Regions from separate parts of the Sus scrofa genome. Here region 1 is linked to region 2. Evidence: chromatin contacts called from public Hi-C data. All regions are on one chromosome and are shown on one strand. Each heading gives the region's core, a stretch centred on a gene start, on an enhancer-like site or on the middle of the called end of the contact. The rest is flanking DNA. Distances are from core to core; before and after follow the strand shown.

What was found. A called contact is a pair of places that touch in the nucleus more often than the background predicts.
Region 1: a Hi-C map of retroperitoneal adipose tissue shows a contact between it and region 2, with 1.9 times the contacts expected there. The contact joins two enhancer-like sites. A contact is called at or near these places in 10 of 47 Hi-C or Micro-C datasets (alveolar macrophages, fetal skeletal muscle, heart right ventricle and 6 more) and 2 of 2 datasets of contacts at active chromatin or transcription factors (alveolar macrophages and skeletal muscle).

What each region holds. Positions count from the first base shown.
Region 1 is chr9:20,797,570-20,800,269 of Sscrofa11.1, forward strand. All of the region lies in intron 3 of TMEM135 (transmembrane protein 135), which reads left to right. Among named protein-coding and RNA genes, the nearest start is that of TMEM135, 58 kb to the left of the region's middle. Within about 2 kb of position 1,387, at least 1 of the 83 cell types and tissues checked has an H3K27ac peak or open chromatin away from gene starts, as enhancers often do. A contact at or near this core is called in retroperitoneal adipose tissue, where this site is marked.
Region 2 is chr9:20,712,954-20,715,653 of Sscrofa11.1, forward strand. FZD4 (frizzled-4) reads right to left here. Exons shown (of 3, transcript XM_005667210.3): 3 at 2,042-2,700. Among named protein-coding and RNA genes, the nearest start is that of FZD4, 7.2 kb to the right of the region's middle. Within about 2 kb of position 1,353, at least 28 of the 83 cell types and tissues checked have an H3K27ac peak or open chromatin away from gene starts, as enhancers often do. A contact at or near this core is called in retroperitoneal adipose tissue, where this site is marked.

The DNA of each region.
Region 1 (2,700 bases), core at 137-2,636, 85 kb after region 2:
TATTTCTTTTGTTTGTCAGATTGCTGTGGCTAGGACTTCCAATAGTATGTTGAATAAAAGTGGTGAGAGTGGGAAGGCTTTTAGCTTTTCTCCACTGAGTATTATATTGGCTGTGGGTTTGTCGGAAATGGCTTTAATATGTTCCCTCTATACCCACTTTGGTAAGAGTTTTTATCATGAGTGGATGTTGGATTTTGTCAAATTCTTTTTCTGCATCTATTGAGATGATTGTATGGTTTTTGACTTTTCTTTCGCTAATGTGGTAATGAAGTTGATTGATTTGCATATGTTGAACCATCCTTGTGAACTTGGGGTGAATCCCACTTGGTCATGGTATGTAATCTTTTTTATATGTTGCTGGATTTGGTTTGCTAAAATTTTGTTGAGAATTTTTGCATATATCTGCTTTGCATTTGACATATTACCACTTGTGTTGTACTAAACTGATTCCTTTTGTTCCTTTCAGGTTTACTCTTTTGTTCAGCATAGCTGCTCTCATGCTTCCTTTTCATTTCGATATCTACTGCTGTTCCTAGTATTCACCCTCCAACGCTTAAACCATGTTGAAATGTAGAAGGGCTATTCCTCTTCACAGTGAATCTTTATGTTTTCACAATTTATATACAACATCAATCTTTATCATCAATTCACTTCATTTGGCTTTTTTTTTTTTTTAAGAATCCTACATATGTTGTAATATATGCTAACAATTTATGCATGTACCAAAAATATATTTCAGGAAGCTATATGTTATTTCTTGAATGTTAGTTGTTGCCACACATTCATAATAAGTTGTACTCATTACTATACACCTTCACATGAAACAGTTGTTAAGCTTTTAAACCCTTGACTACAACTAAAATTAATGAAAGCATAGTGCCCTTGGTACTTTGTGGGAAATTAAGAACACATAGTTGTCTGTTTAGGGGCATGAGTTCTATGCTATTCAAATTCTTAGGTCCTTTTTCTAAGCAGGAAAACTTGTTCATGTATCTCAGGTGGCTATAAAATTTTTCTTATACTTTTCCTGATGTCTTTCTATAGGACCTCCAGATTGGGGTACTGGCTTATATCCTTAGCTGACTTTAGAATAAAACCTTTGTCCTTTTGAGAAGGAAAGATTTAAGAACCTGATTTAAAGTCTTCTTCATTGACCTTTAGTTATCTTCCCCTTTCTTCAGAGTGTGAAAATGTTTACTTACTATTTACTTTCCTTGAATTTGATAATCTTGACAAACTTGTTATATAATAAAGGGTCAGCTCATTACTTCTATACTCTGAATAAACACTTAAAAAGGACCACTTTTCCACACTTTCCACTGTGGTGCAGTGGAAATCTATGAGGATGTGGGTTTGATCCCTGGCCTCACTCAGTGGGTTAAGGATCTGGCATTGCTGTGAGCTGCAGTGTAGGTCACAGATGTGACTGGTATCTTCTCTTTCTGTGGCTGTGGCTGTGGCTGGCAACTGTAGCTCCAGTTCAGCCCCTAGCCTGGGAACTTCCATGTGCTGCTGGCATGGCCCTAAAAAGCAAAAAAAGCAAAAAAACAAAAAACAAAAAAACAAAAAACAAAACAAAACAAAAAAAACAAAAAAAGCAACCAAACAAAAAACCAAACCAAACCAAAAACACACTTAAGCAAGAGTTTAAATTCTTAGGAAATACGAAAACAACTTAAGGGGCAATCTAGTTAGTTGCGAAAGGCTTGAAAAACACTGAACGCATTTCAGTGATATGCATGCAATTGTTTTTTTTTATTTTCAGTGTTCTCACACAGTTTTTTATTTTATGGAAAAAATGGTAGTTCTACAGAACTTTCAAAGATTACAAGATGCTGTTCAGAATTTTGTATTTCAGTGTGACTTTGAAGCAGGATCCTAGATCATGGGGTCAAATTGCCTATGTTAGAATTCTAGCTCACTACTTACTAGCTGGTATCTTCAGACAAATTACCTAACTACTCTAAGCCTCAATGTTTGTGTCTGTACTATTGGAGAAAAGGTAAATTTTAACTCTGGAGGTCCTGGCGAGGATTAAATGGAGTGTAATAAGTGAAATGCTTCTGGTACATAGTATGCATTGAGTTTTCAAAGGTAGTGGTTTAGCAGATTTTTTGGAGAAAGTGAGACCAACAGTCAGAGTTTTCAAGGGCCATTTGTTTCTGTTTTTTACTTGGCGGCTGGGCGGAGAGAGACGGACAGACTAAGGTCATTAGGGAATACAAACTGCTGAGAATATTTGGATTGTTTGACATTTAGAGATCATGGAATTTGTAAATATGATAGACCAATCCCTGTTTGATTTTTGCCTGAATCTTGCTTTAGGGGTGGAGGTGAGGGGCTTATTTTATTTTTTCTATTCACGAAGTAGAGGATTGTTGTTGTTGTTGTTGTTTTAGGCCTGCACCCACGGCATATGTAGGTCCCCAGGCTATGGGTAGAATGGGAGCTACAGCTCCTGGCCTATGCCACAGCCATAGCAACTCCAGATCTGAGCAACATCTGCAACCTACACCACAGCTCATGGCAATGCCAGATCCTTAACCCATTGAGCAAGGCCAGGGATCGAACCCGCAACCTCATGTTTCCTAGTCGGATTTGTTAACCACCATGCCATGATGGGAACTCCAGTACCATACTGTTTTGATTACCATAGCTTTGTAGTATAGTTTGAATTTAGGGAGCATAATCGCTCCAGCC
Region 2 (2,700 bases), core at 103-2,602:
GCTGGCGCTGTGGCTGGCACGGGGCCCAAGAAAGGCCCAGAGAGCATGTGCTTGTCTGCGGCATCAGCAGGCCATATTTCATCTTTGCATAGACCACACTTGACCTTTCTTCTGCCTTTTCTACAAAGAGCTCCAGGGGCCTTTGTCCTCATCCCTTCTAAAGTCTCACAACATCCCTGTGAGGTAGGAAAAGATTCGGGACCGCCTAGATGCCCCCTTGGGAGAGGCCTGGGAAGCAGCCTCCCCCTCCCAAAGCCCATGGCAGCACACCTGGGAGAGCAGAGGGACCCAGCCTCCAGGGCCAGAGCACTCATCCTCCCCTCAGAAGCCTTCTGGGATGACAGTGGTCATGCACTGAATATTGCAGGCGATGGGGGAGCCATAGAAGCTTGGAGGACACAGCTCACCTAGGACCCCAAGCAGGCCTCTACAAGTCGCCTGGGTGAACACCGGGAATTTGCTGGTGCAAGGAAGGGAAGCAAGGCCAATCAGAAATAGAAACAAGCAAGTGGGTTTATCAAGGAGAAGAGGCCCATTGGGGGGATCCAGGGTTCATCTCCCTCCTGGAAATGCCCCATGTATCATCACCGCACATGAGCAGGGCAAGAGGCAGCAGCAAAGAGCTCTGCCCAGGCCACAGTGAAACAAAATCCATTATTTAAGGCTGTGGTATCTGATCCTTGGTAGGAGCAAAATGCTCTCCTAGGAGTTTCCAAGATCTACAGCCTCAGCCCAAGAAGAAAAATGAGAACCCAGGTCCTTTGCCAGATATAATACAAACCCAGACGGGGACTCTGAACCCAAATACAATAAAGGAACAGAAAGAACCTTTGGAGTCCGATGACTTGATATAATTGGCTGGAAGAGCAACCCTTCCGGATCCCCTCCATCTCAGAATGAAATTCAGGCTGTAGATGGGTCCTGAATGCTTCTTGCAGAGCCTGCGCCTCTTCCCCAACTGCGGTTGTGGCCACCTCGCCAGAAGCCGAAGATTGCACCATCCTGGCAAAATCCCCTTAAACTGAGGCTGCCGAGTTCCTCTTTACACACTCAGGTTCCGACACTGAATTTAGTGACCAGGAAGCTGAGGGGCGGGGTGGGGGGTGGGCAGAGAGCACCAAGCCTGGGGTGCTAATAAAGGCACAATTCGGAATCCAGATACAGAAGTTTCCCAGGTTCCAGGTTTGGGGGGTGCAGGTGAGAGGGATGTGGGGGCGGGGAAAGCAAAGTCAGAGAGCGTCTCAGGGAAATGAAAAGTGTCACCCCTCCACCGGTTCAGGTCTCTGAGTAAGCTGCCAGCTCAGAAGCCGTCTCAGAGATCAGGAAACGGGTCTCCAGAGAGGAAAAAGGATATGAATCAACCGAGTAGCTCCACCAGGCGGCTTTGGCCAGTTCCACCCTCCCCATGTTCCTCTGCCCTGAGGTGTGGCCTTTATGAAGGAGGAGAAAGGAGTTTTTCAGAGAGGAGGCTGGACAGAGGAGCCCCTGGGCCCTGCTGAGGCCAGGGGATTTAATAGGAAGCTACGGTCATACCTATTTATCCCAGATTTCAGAGAAAGAGAAAGAACCCTAACCTTTTCCCCAGCAAGAAGCTGTCCTCAGATTCACCGGGTATGAGTCACTGGAAGACCTCCAGCCCTCAAGTGCCTGTCCCTGAGGTCACATGAGATGCAGGAGCTCATGTCCTTATGGCCCCTGTTCATGGTCTTCCTAGGAGATTTCCACGCCGATTGTCATGAAACAGAGCTGATGCTTTCCAGCAAAACCCCTGTAAATCAATTTGCAAGGAATCCTGGGAAGGGATGAGTGACGTGTGAAAGGGAGAAAGACCCAGAAAGAGGGTTCTGGGACGGAGACGGAGAAACAGGCGGCGGTGCGATGCAGAGGCCCCGCTCCTCCCGAAAGACCCAGGCGCGTCCCCATCCAGCTCAGTCAGGAGAACAGCGCTTACCCGCCCCACCGACAACCCCTAAGGTGCTTAACACAGGGCTTTACGTGCAGTTGGCACTTGATAAATGTGCTGATAATTCTGAGAAGTCGCTTTTTTTTTTTTTTTTTAACAGATACCAACTTAAGAGGTGACGGAGTCACTTCAAGGGAACTGGTAACTGACGCCTCAGCCACAAAGCTCCTTTCCTGAAACCGTTAACACTCTCCAGGGTCTGGAATGTGAAAGGAACAGCCGATAACCCTGTGACATCGCCAAGGCTACGCATCCAGTCTGCACCCATGGCCACTTCCGAGCAAACATACTTCCCCTGAGAAGGCGAGAGATGTACGGAAAGGACATGTTGCAACACAGCAAGCTCCAGAACTCAGGCGTCCGGGTCCACCCAAGAACTCATCATTACTAGTAGAGCACCCGTTCTGTGCCTGGCCCGCTGCTAGGTGCTGCCTTGGTCACACAGTCACGGAAACATTCCAAGAACTGCATCACGAAGCCCTACACGCCAACAGCCAGGCCAGCACCCAGCTGCCTGGTCCTCCTTCCCCTTTCCTGGGCCGGAGTCGCCGCACAACTCCCAAGACACTGGAGCGGAGCGTGAGTAAGGGCAGGCTCTGCCCCTGGGTGCAGGCTCCGGGGCCCTGGCCAGCTATGGGAACCGTCTCCAGGCAGCACAGGCCGGTCACATGCTACATTTCATAGGCGACCTGGTCTCTGATGGAGTTCAACTGGTCCTTCTGGAGATCGCTTCTCAT